Regions from separate parts of the Mus musculus genome. Here region 2 is linked to region 1. A link is a contact called in public Hi-C data. All regions are on one chromosome and are shown on one strand. The core of a region is the stretch at or near the end of the contact, and the rest is flanking DNA. Distances in the headings are between cores, read along the strand shown. Region 1 overlaps Zfp704 (zinc finger protein 704). Region 2 overlaps Gm33169 (a long non-coding RNA gene).

Region 1 (5,941 bases), core at 2,538-5,037:
CCGAGGTGGACAGAGGGCGCGCTGCCTTGCCTTACCCGAGATGGCAGAGGGCGCGCTGCCTTGCCTTACCCGAGGTGGACAGAGGGCGCGCTGCCTTGCCTTACCCGAGGTGGACAGAGGGCGCGCTGCCTTGCCTTACCCGAGGTGGACAGAGGGCGCGCTGCCTTGCCTTACCCGAGGTGGACAGAGGGCGCGCTGCCTTGCCTTACCCGAGGTGGACAGAGGGCGCGCTGCCTTGCCTTACCCGAGGTGGCAGAGGGCGCGCTGCCTTACCCAAGGTGGCAGAGGGCGCGCTGCCTTGCCTTACCCGAGGTGGACAGAGGGCACGCTGCCTTGCCTTACCCGAGGTGGACAGAGGGCGTGCTGCCTTGCCTTACCCGAGATGGCAGAGGGCGCGCTGCCTTACCTTACCCGAGGTGGACAGAGGGCGCGCTGCCTTGCCTTACCCGAGGTGGACAGAGGGCGCGCTGCCTTGCCTTACCCGAGGTGGCAGAGGGCGCGCTGCCTTGCCTTACCCGAGGTGGCAGAGGGCGCGCTGCCTTACCCGAGATGGCAGAGGGCACGCTGCCTTGCCTTACCCGAGGTGGACAGAGGGCGCGCTGCCTTGCCTTACCCGAGATGGCAGAGGGCGCGCTGCCTTGCCTTACCCGAGGTGGACAGAGGGCGCGCTGCCTTGCCTTACCCGAGGTGGACAGAGGGCGCGCTGCCTTGCCTTACCCGAGGTGGACAGAGGGCGCGCTGCCTTGCCTTACCCGAGGTGGACAGAGGGCGCGCTGCCTTGCCTTACCCGAGGTGGACAGAGGGCGCGCTGCCTTGCCTTACCCGAGGTGGACAGAGGGCACGCTGCCTTGCCTTACCCGAGGTGGACAGAGGGCGTGCTGCCTTGCCTTACCCGAGATGGCAGAGGGCGCGCTGCCTTACCTTACCCGAGGTGGACAGAGGGCGCGCTGCCTTGCCTTACCCGAGGTGGACAGAGGGCGCGCTGCCTTACCCAAGGTGGCAGAGGGCGCGCTGTCTTGCCTTACCCGAGGTGGACAGAGGGCGCGCTGCCTTACCCGAGGTGGACAGCCCGGATGTGCTTCTGGATGCCGGCAGCTGTGTTCAGCACCTTGCCACAGCTTTTCCAAAGGCATTTGAACATCACCTTCATGGAGTTCTACAGGAAGAGGTAAGGACAACATCACCATGCAAGCAAGTCCATCCAGTCTCCCTCTCGTCCCCACTGCGTGCTATATCCTTTGCTCGCTCTCCATCTTCCTGACAACCGGAATCTCCGCTCTGGGCTTTCCCAGTGGGCAAAGAGCTGGGTGAACCCAGACAACTTCCATTTCTTCCTAAGAACCACTGGGGACACCCTGAAAGTACTTAAACTAAGTGATTAGTGGGGGGAGTGCTGTTCTAAGCAGTTGATCCCCAGAGACCGATGCTGCTAGTGGCCTCCATGCTAAAGAGTTTCAGAGACTCAAGGAGCAAACCTGGGATCTGCTGCAGAAGCCAAACTTTACCCAGCACACAATTACACAACGCTCCTCAGTGAGGGTTTAGCATTTTCCAAATGCCTCCTAGCACAGTGACTGAGCCCACCACGGGCTTCACGAGGCCACCACATGGGCCTGTTCTGACCACCACGGTGTTCTTTTTTTTTCCCCCCACCACAGTGCTATTGATCACAAAACAGGAACTGTAATACAACGTCCTACAGATGAGCGTAAAGCCTCCATGATGCCATGGGCAGGAACCAGCAGAACGGCATCTGGGGTGATCACCCCCTAGAGCAGCTGTCATTGAATTACTGTCATCGTGCCCTGGTCTGCACTTTTACATTTTTGCAGTGCTCAGATGGGTCTCAGCGGCTTGGACAAGCTAAGCAAGCAGTTCCCCTGGAATGAAATTGTGTTCAGTTTGTATGTTTACATGTGTGCATGTGTGTGAGGGGTGTAGTGGTTTGAATGAGAATGCCTCCCTTAGCGTCACAGATTTGAATACTTCGTCACTTAGGAAATGTGGCCGCCACTGAGACTAGGAACTGAGGTTTCAAAAGCCCACATCAGGCCCAGTCTATCTCTGTTTATGAATGAAGATTTAGGACTCAGCTACTTCTGCAGCACCATGTCTGTCTGCATGCTGCCATTCTCTCTGCCATGATGATGATAAAATAACGTCTGAAACTATAAGCAAGCCCCCAATTAAATGCCTTCTCTTCGAAGAGTTGCCTTGGCCATGGTGGCTCTTCACAGCATAGAACGGTGACTGAGACAGAGGTAGTACCTATGCCATGGTTTGCTTGCATGTGGAAGGCAGGAGTCTTGTTTTACCATGTGGGTCCTGGGAATCAAACGCTTGTCTTCAGGCCCAGGTGGGCAAGTTACCTTACCTGCTGAGCTGTGTCTACTGCCTGTAGACTAAAGTATCATAACATTAAAACACTTGATTAATTTATAGCCTTTGCTGCAGTCATGCAACACGCAAGATAACTCAATCTGGAATAACTCAGCAATAGTTTTCCTTTTTGTGGCTGTATTACTGTGTGAGGGGACATGGGTATGTGCACAGGAAGACATGCGAGCAGAGGACAGAGCACAGCCTTGGGGGCTGCTTCTCAGGCATCACCCACCTGATTGTTTGATGCAAGGTCTTTCAGTACTTAGAACTTTCCATGAATACTAGGCTGGTCGGCCAGCAAGCCCCCCAGGAGCTGCTGGTACCCACCTCAGCACTGGGGTTACAAGTGTATGCAGTTGAGCCTAGCTTTTATACACTGTTTACACATGGGGACTAAGCTAAAGTCCTCCTAAGCACATCACCAGCTGAGCTACCTTCTCTGCCCAGCAAACAGTTTCCAAACAACAATGATCACAATTAATTCAATACTAAAAGCAGAGTAATTCTGAAGTGTCTCTGGGAACCCTTACCCATGGGGTATTGCCTAACTTCACTGTAGGCTTTGTTCTCAACATACACATAAACACCCCACATATACACTACACACACACACACACACACACACACACACATACACCACACACACATACACACCATACACACCATACACACATACCACACATACACACACACACCACATACATACACACCAGACACACATACCATACATACACACCACACACACACATACACAACATATACATCACACACAGATATACACCATACACACACACACACACACACACACACACCACACATACATACATACATCTCTCTCTCACTCTCACACACACACACCAGACACATACACACTCTGTATAGCACATGTTGTTACGCCACCCAATGCCTATACCCCTGAACATCTGGATTCAGCTTTGAAGCCTACTATATGTTATAATTGCAGTGTTTTACAGTACATAGAAAGTTTTCTGCTCTTATAGAAACATACATGGCTTAATTATATAAAACAAAATTTTCTTATTCTCATTCCTCAGCATGTAAGTATCAAATCCTGTGTCTTTTGATTATACTATGCCAAAGCATTTGACGACTGCGGCTCTCAGGTCTTATCAGCTGATGGCAGTTAATACAGGCACTGATAATGGGCCAAAGTGTCTGTGCTTTGCTCAGCCAAAAGTCAGGCATCGATTTTACACCCCTCCTCCATGACGCTCAGGGACCATCTCTGAGGTGGGAGGGGGAAAGGCTGTACAGCCAGAGGCTGGGGAGGACCACAGCTAAACAGTGTCTTCTGATCGTGACAACACTGTGCGCTCACCAAGTTAGAGCTGTGAGGCTGCTGTAGAGGATGTGCCCAAGCTCAAGCCAGTCAGCACTGCCAAGTGAGTGGGATCCTGTCTCTAGCAGAGAAGCTACTGAGAGTGGCAGGCTGCTGGACGAGGGGGAGTCTGTGGCTGCTGGCTGGTGCAACCACACAAGAGTAGATGGCCCCACACCCATGCAAATTTGGGCAAAGCTAATTAGACTCAATGGGTTAAAAAAAATTCTGAATGACTACAAGCCGCAGACCAAGTCTTCACACATAAGCTTCTTGGAAAAGGGTGTGTGTAGACAGGGTGAGAACATCACACTCAAGCTGTAGCATACATGCAAAAAGATAGTCATCATACCAATCTTTAGGTTGGTAATGGGGCTTAGCTAAGTTAATCCCTGTGGCTGTTTAAGAGTGAAAATGGCCCCCATTGGGTCAGGTGTTTGAATACTTGGTTTCTCAGTTGATTGAGCTGTTAGGATAGGCTGAGGAGGTGTGGTGGTTTAAATCCGTTGGCTCATGGGAAGTGGCATTATTAGGAGGGGTGGCCTTGCTGGAGGAAGTGCATCACTGTGGGGGTGGGCTCTGAAGCTCTGCCCAGTGCAGAAGACTCAGTCTCCCAACTGCTTTCCGATCAAGATGTAGAACTGTTGGCTCCTCCTGCACCGTGCCTGCCTGGATGTTACCACGCTCCTGCCTTGATGATAATGGACTGAGCCTCTGAACCCGTAAGCAGGCCCAATTAAATGCTGTTCTTGGAAGAGTTGCCTTGTCAGTAGAAGAGATGTGCTTAATCCTGTAGAGACCTGATGACCCAGGGAGGAGGGACACTGGAGGGGGGCATCCTCTCATAGGCGAAGAGGAGGGGTTGGGGGGAAGAACTCTGGGAGGGGGCAACATTTGGGATGTAAATAAAATAATTAATAAATAATAATATAATTATTAATAATGAACAAACAAACAAAGAAGAGTTGCCTTGGTCATAGTGTCTGTTGACAGCAGTAAACCCTAAGATAGGAGGTATAGTCCCAGTGGAGGAAGTATGCCAGTGGGAGGGGGGGGGTTGAGTCTTCAAAGCCTGGTGCTCTCTCTCTCTCTGTTTTGTGCTGTGATTGAAAATGTGAGCTCGCAGTTTCTTGCCCCTCCCTTTATATTCACTATCATGGACCCAACTCTGCAGTAAGCTGCCTTAGTCATGGTGTTTCATCACAGCAAGAGAAAAGCAGCTGACACCATCCCATATACACTGAGTATGCTAAAAAGCAGCTGATACCATTCCTATACACTGAGCATGCTAAAAATGAAGCTACAATATATTTTTCATTCTTTAATTTCTTTTTGAAAATAATCTATTCTTCTTTATCCACGTGGACTTGTCTGTGTGTGCTATGGCTGTGCAGGGCCCGATGAAGCCAGAATGCACTGATCTCCTGCAGCCGCAGCAGCTGCAGCTGTGCGCTCTGATTCTGGTGCTTAGAACAGAACCCAGCACTTAGTGCTCGTGACTGCAGGGTCACCTCTCTGGCCCAGTACTTTCTTTTTTTTTCCAATTAACTTTACTTTGTGGGACTGAGCAGGCGACCTCATCAGTTCATAAGCTTACACGGCTGAAGAGAATTTGCCCTGCTTGGCTCTGCAGGCCATCCTGCTCTGACCTCTTATCCCACTCGGTGCCCACGTGAGGCCCAGGGTACAATCAAGGGCTCAGGCCCACCGGCTTGTGGTGGGTGTGGCCAATGGGAGGTGATGTCAGAATGCAGAAGGGTGGAGAAAATCCCGATTCCCTTCTCCTGGCCACACCTGTGTGTGGTTATTGTTTTCTTCTAGAGCTGCATTTCTTCTAGAGCTCTGGTTATTCCAAGGTTCTGGGAGTCCCTCTGGTCCGGCGCTTCCTCAGGCTGTGGTGGGGGGGATGGGCTTAGATTCTGGGTTCTCCCACCATGCCTGCTCACTCCCTTTGTAAGACTAAACTTTAAGGCTACCTGAGTGTACCATGGCCCTCTGCCAGAACTTGAACAATTAAGAACACATATTATCAAAGAACATAAATAATATTTCTGTGGGAGAGAGGAAGTGAAAATGTGATGTTTATAGTTATTTGTAAGTTTTTTTAAATACTAAAATTTATTTTTTAAATTTTTTATTAATTAAATGAATTTTATACATCAAACATATTAATAATATTGAGTATTTTGAGAATCAAATAATACACATAAACTTTGTTCA
Region 2 (5,855 bases), core at 2,642-5,141, 200 kb after region 1:
AGGAATGCCTGTGCCATACACTTGGCCTCAGCAACTTTTCCTTAGTCCCAGGGGGAGATTCCGTAACCTCTTCTATCCTTGACTCTAATGCCTAGTTTTGCTGCTTGATGGAGCTGGAACTTTGTCCCCTCGTTCAGTTACATCCTCACCACCTTTCTGTTTCCTTCCAGAGTGCTGGGATTAAGGAGAGCACCACCACACCTGGCCCTAAACTTTTCTTTAATTCCTTCCGCCAGGTGGAAAGGCAGCTGGGTGGGGTCTTGCCCCAAGATCTTTACTCCTTTACTCCCACTCCCTTTACTCCATTTAACACCCAGTTTTTCTTTAGTCTCTTTCTCTCCTTGAACACAGGACTTGGCTCCCTTCCACTTCGTGGTGCCCCCTTCTCCTCGAATTATGCTTGTTGTATTTTCCTTGGTCAGTTTGCTCTGGATAAGAGTGACCACTGACAACCACACAACAAAGTCTGTACTGGGTGGTTTCGAGATTTCTTCTGTCATGGGAATTCATCTAAAACCAAAGCTTTAGCCTCAAAACAAAACAAACAAAACAAACAAAAAACCAAAACAAACAAACAAACAAACCTTTGTGGACAAGGGTAAAAAGCAGCCTCATTCTTCACCAAAATACCACAGGAACAGTCTCTAGGTCATGTACTAAAATGCTTCTCTTCTGAAGCCACTTGAACCAGGTCCCTACAGTTCAAATCACCCTCAGCACCAATGTCTCCTATGTTCTTGCTAGAATGGCCCGTTAAGCCCCATTTAAAGCATTCAACTGTTTTTCTATTCCAACATCCCATAATCCACATTTCTCCAAACAGAAGCATGGTCAGGCCTATCACGGCAATACTTGAGTCTCTGGTACCAAGTTCCGTGTGAGGGTTTTATTGCTGTGAAGAGACACCATGACCAAGGCAACTCTTATAAAGGAAAACATTTCATTGGAGCTAACTTAGAGTTTTAGAGGCTTAATCCATTATCATTGTGGCGGGAAGCATGACAGCATGCAGGCAGCCATGGTGCTGGAGAGGTTGCTGAGAGTTCTACATCTTGATCTGCAGGCAGCAGAAGGAGACTGAGACATTAGTCTTTGCTTGACCTTCAAAGCCCACCCGCAGTGACACACTTCCTCCAGCAATGCCATGCCTATTCCAACAAGGCCACACTTCCTAATAGTTCCATTCCCTATAGCCAAGCATTCCTATGGGGGCCATTCCTATTCAAACCACCATATGTCCTCTCTTATCTTGGCTACAAGTCTGCTTGTACAGTGTTCTGAGCACCTGAGCCTCACTCCTATCTGGCAATATAAAGGAACAACAGCCTGCCTGGGGCAGAACATGTTCATGAACCTGAAAAGAATCTCCAGGGAGAACCATAATCAAGAGATGAGTCGCAGCAGGTGTTGGGAGCAGAATGGGGTTAACCTAAAGTCTGCACTCTGGTATTCTGTTCCTTTCTGTAACAGTCTTACCATGGGTTGTGCTGGACCCTGAGCCTTCTGAGGAGAAGGTGGGGTGGACCAGGTGCAGCAGCCAAGAGGCCCAAAAGAGGATGGGTATCTAAAATGGCTGGACTATACAGGGAAGGGCAGCCCAGCCTCTAGGCTGGAGAAGTTTAGGGTAGGAGACGATATGCCATCCATACCCTGTAATGGGACTGAGGGATGCTGGGAGAACCTGGAGGTCAAGTATGATCTGATATGTGAAGGAGGCACCTCACTCATTTGTCCCAGGGTTTGAGAAGAATGAGGTAATGATTTAGAAATGAGGGAATTATTAGAAGCGTTTAGGAAGATTTTATCTTCTGTACTATTGGAATGGGAGAGAGGTTTAAGGGCTCAGCATGAGGAATTGGCCTGGCAGGATGGTTCCATTCAGAAGGTCAAGTCTGAAGCCATGGGGAGCGGGGTGGGGGTGGGGGGTGGGGGGGTCGGGGGGGGGAGCTAGAAGCAGCACTGGGTTCAAGGGCTGACTGACTGAGACTGATGTGAGGTCTCCACAGAGACAGAAGTGGATGGATTCCAGCGCAGGCCTGGGGATCCTGACCAACGGAAGGAGGAACACATGTCCGCCTTGAGCTGTGCGAATGGCAATGGATGAAAAGGGGGATTTTGTAAAATTTAGGGAGTTTAAGCCCATTGGCCTGGATTACTGGCATTTCCGGGTTGAAGAATCAAGAAAGGAGAAAACCAGGGACGAGGAGCTGCTGGCTCTTAAATCTACGTGGACAGTGGTGGAACTGGCCTTGCAAAAGGAACTAGTGGAGGGCATTGGAACCACTCGGACGCTACAGACGAGCCTAGGAGCTGGTGGTGCCTAGCATCCAGGAAGATCAAAGATCTTTCTCTGGCTGCAGCTCCTAGGCCCAGGTCTGCTATACCTTACCCCAAATGACATCATTTCTAAAAGTTCAAAGTTTTCCTCTATGAATGAAGTATTCAAGTTACATAAATCAAATGCAATACAAGAAGTAAGTGTGGAAAAATCATGTTTGTGGGAGTCCCGGAAGGGACAGCATGCCCTGCCCGCTCTGCAGCTGCATCTCACCAGACAAGAGTGGGAAGAGCGCCGGAAGGGGCATCCCGGAAGCTGCTGAGGTGCTGCTGGACTTGGAAGGAGAGCCTGTCAGGCCAGGCGACCCCTGCGAGGACAGTCACCCAAGTTCTAGGAAGTTTATGGCTTAACCGCCCTTCTAATTTTATGTCTCATTTGGGCTTTAAGAGAGACAGACAGACAGAGACACAGAGAAAGACACACAGAGAGACAGACAGACAGACAGCATTCATGGGAGGCTTCATTTATCAGAGGCTATTTGGCTCTTTCCTTGCAGTTTTAGCCTTGTCTGTAACAGGTGCACTAGGGACCATTGTGAATCAGTTGTTTCTGTCACCGCTGTGACAAACACTAGGCAAGAGAGACTTAAAGAAGGAAGGGTTGACTTGGGCTCCGGGTTTGAGGTATACAGATTGTCATGGTGGGGAAAACATGGCAAAGGAGCAGGAGGAGACTGGCCACCCAGTCCACAGTCCAGGAGGATGTGAATAGCACCACTCACTGGGCTGTTGGGTTTAAACCTTTGTATTCCATTCAGGATCTCACAGGATAGAGCACAGATATCCAGGGTGGATCTTTTCAGATCTTTTAAACTTTTCACACTCTCATTAACACAGCCTCTGGGTATGTCTCCTATGTAATTACATATCCGGTGAAGTTGTTGGTGGGTATTAACCATCACACTTGGATGAAAATTCATCTGGACGCTAAAGTCAAGCTTATCTAATGTATCTAATGTATTCACTGTGTCACAGGCTCTATCAAGGGGGAGGGAGGGCTGTGACCCCTCCCCTACTCCCCAGCAGCCTTGCTCGTTATCTCTAGCTTGATTAACGGGAATGATACTCATTTGTAAATGTATTTGGCAAACTTACCCTGCTATTGTTTCCATTATTTTGCAAATTACAGACATTGAGATGAAGGCTCTATAATTTCTCAGTGCTGCCTTTATTCCCGCCTGGGAAACTGGTGTTGCCCTGGCTTGCTTCCACTTTGCTGGTATTTCATTTGAATGCAGCAAATTCTTTATTATGATTAACAAAGACTTCTGCTCCACTCCTCTTTGAATATCAGTCTGCTTGTGGAGATGAGTTGATTGGGAGCCTGCTGTCTACTTGAATCCCTCAAAGACTTTTAAGACAACAGACACCCAAGGATTCCTAAATGACATGTTTTTTTTGCCTGTTCTCCATTTTGAATCTGGGATACATTTAGTAATTTTGCCATTGTCTGGAACTTTTTTTCTCTCTTCTTTCAACTGTCTGTTCCTAAGTGTCTCCTCCACCCTTTACTTAAATGCCTGAAAAATATGCAAATGCTTAGGTTGGGGTGTCTGTGGGGAAGTCCTAGGCAACAAGGGTGCCCACAGAGCTCTCCCAGCCCCTCTCTGACCACTCCCTCTGCACAAGCCACACAAGCTAGACTTCCTCTCCTGCAATGTGAAGATAGCAACCAGAACCCTTTTCTCTAAAACCAGACATAACCCCCCAAAACATGATCCTGCCTTTCCTGACTTTCTGACTAACCACTGCTCCTTGCAAAATGACCTAACCTATCCTGCTAAAACCATTCCAGAAAGGATCCTGCCCTGTGCCTGGAAGGAAGGTGTGCTCCACAGAATTCTGGGAGAATCTGAACAGACAGGCTCTGCTGGCTCTCCCAGCTCCATCTTATTCAATCACACTTCTACCTGAGTGTCTTTATAGAACTGAAGCATAAATTGTGAACCTTATCTTGGTTTTTCAGGTCTTCAACCTGAAGGCTTGTGAGTCACATAAACCTACGATCAATCAAACAACTAACTTACTTTCTTTCTTTCTTTCTTTCTTTCTTTCTTTCTTTCTTTCTTTCTTTCTTTCTTTCTTTCTTTCCTTCTTTCTTTCCAGACAAGGTTTCTCTGTGTAGCCCTGGCTGTCCTGGAACTTGCTTTGTAGACCAGGCTGGCCTCAAACTCGCAGAGATTCACCTGCCTCTGTCTCCTGAGTTTGGGGGGTTAAAGGCGTGCGCCACCACTGCCTGGTTCAAACAGCTTTCTTGTGCCTTGCTCTCACTAACTCCTGTTACGGGAGTGTTGGTCCTTTAAGGATCAGCATCATGTTTCCCTACATGCTCTTCCAACATTAAAAGTATCCCCCATTAAGTTCTTGGGCTTTCCTTTTCTTTACCTACATATCTGTCACGAAGCCTCTTTTTTTTTTTAAACAATATTTTCATAAACAGCCTTGATTCCAGTCTTGTCCACTTATGGGTGGACCATATTGTTCTCCTGCAAAGAGAGGAGTATGTCAGTGGAAGAATGTTTGAAGCCCGCTTCACCACTTGGGGGTACCTCGAATACACAGATGATTTTCTGTAAGCGATGAAGCATCCATTAATTACTGAACCTGAATCACCTTTGTCCAAGCCAGGCTCATTGTGCAGATTCTCATGGAGAGCCTGTCTCCTCCTAAATTCAGGCACATATAGGTGATGGCACATTAAGAATTCTCTCCTGGGCTGGAGAGATGGCTCAGGGGGTAAAAGCGCTGACTGCTCTTCTGAAGGTCCTGAGTTCAAATCCCAGCAACCACATGGTGGCTCACAACCATCCATAATGAGATCTGATGCCCTCTTCTGGTGCTTCTGAAGACAGCTACAGTGTACTTACATATAATAAATAAATAAATCTTAAAAAAAAAAAAAAGAATTCTCTCCAGATCTGGAGGGACCAGGAAGAGTCACCGTGAGGACATACATGGAACAAAGCAAGACGCAGATGACAGGGAGTGGGCAGCAGTCACTGACTGCTCTGTAAGATCTGTGGACAACAGCAACAGTTACTGGAGAGTACAGGAAACTGCCAGTGTGTGTGAAAGGGAACCCCATCAAAGGCAGGCAGCCCATCCAGCTGACACCCGCCACCTCAGATGGAAACCTGCACAGCAACCATTTTACTACACGGCTTTCTGGAAACCAGGAAGTGAGTGCCTTTGGGGAAGGAGGTGAAGGCGACTATCTGGATGGCTGGATAGTGCTCTGTAATGGACCTTACTGGGTGAGAGACAGTTAAGTGAGCTTCAAACATTCTTTCATTGACATACTCCTGTCTTCACAGGAGAACAGTACGATGGACCCGTAAGTGGACAAAAAGAGGTACATGGTGGCCCAGCCAAGTACCTCTTCATTCATACTGGTAAAAGGAAGTTGAACTTGTCTCTCTTTGCTGAGCTTAGCTCCACAGGAAGTTGGCATCATGGATTGTTAACGTGTGATTTCCCCTTCTCCAAAATGATTAAACTAACAAACAAGAAACTGTAAG

What was found. Hi-C and Micro-C count contacts between places; a contact is called where the count stands out from the background.
Region 2: a Hi-C map of the G1E-ER4 cell line shows a contact between it and region 1, with 1.6 times the contacts expected there. The contact joins two enhancer-like sites. A contact is called at or near these places in 1 of 484 Hi-C or Micro-C datasets (the G1E-ER4 cell line), 3 of 115 datasets of contacts at active chromatin or transcription factors (bone marrow-derived macrophages, embryonic stem cells and microglia) and 1 of 9 other capture datasets (adipose tissue).

What each region holds. Positions count from the first base shown.
Region 1 is chr3:9,451,209-9,457,149 of GRCm38.p6, forward strand. It overlaps Zfp704 (zinc finger protein 704), which reads right to left. Exons shown (of 9, transcript NM_133218.2): 5 at 1,056-1,156. Among named protein-coding and RNA genes, the nearest start is that of C030034L19Rik, 51 kb to the left of the region's middle. Within about 2 kb of position 3,788, at least 12 of the 459 cell types and tissues checked have an H3K27ac peak or open chromatin away from gene starts, as enhancers often do. A contact at or near this core is called in the G1E-ER4 cell line, where this site is marked.
Region 2 is chr3:9,651,205-9,657,059 of GRCm38.p6, forward strand. The region is part of intron 4 of Gm33169 (a long non-coding RNA gene); the gene reads right to left. It also overlaps the pseudogene Gm17806. Among named protein-coding and RNA genes, the nearest start is that of Gm33169, 9.0 kb to the right of the region's middle. Within about 2 kb of position 3,892, at least 40 of the 459 cell types and tissues checked have an H3K27ac peak or open chromatin away from gene starts, as enhancers often do. A contact at or near this core is called in the G1E-ER4 cell line, where this site is marked.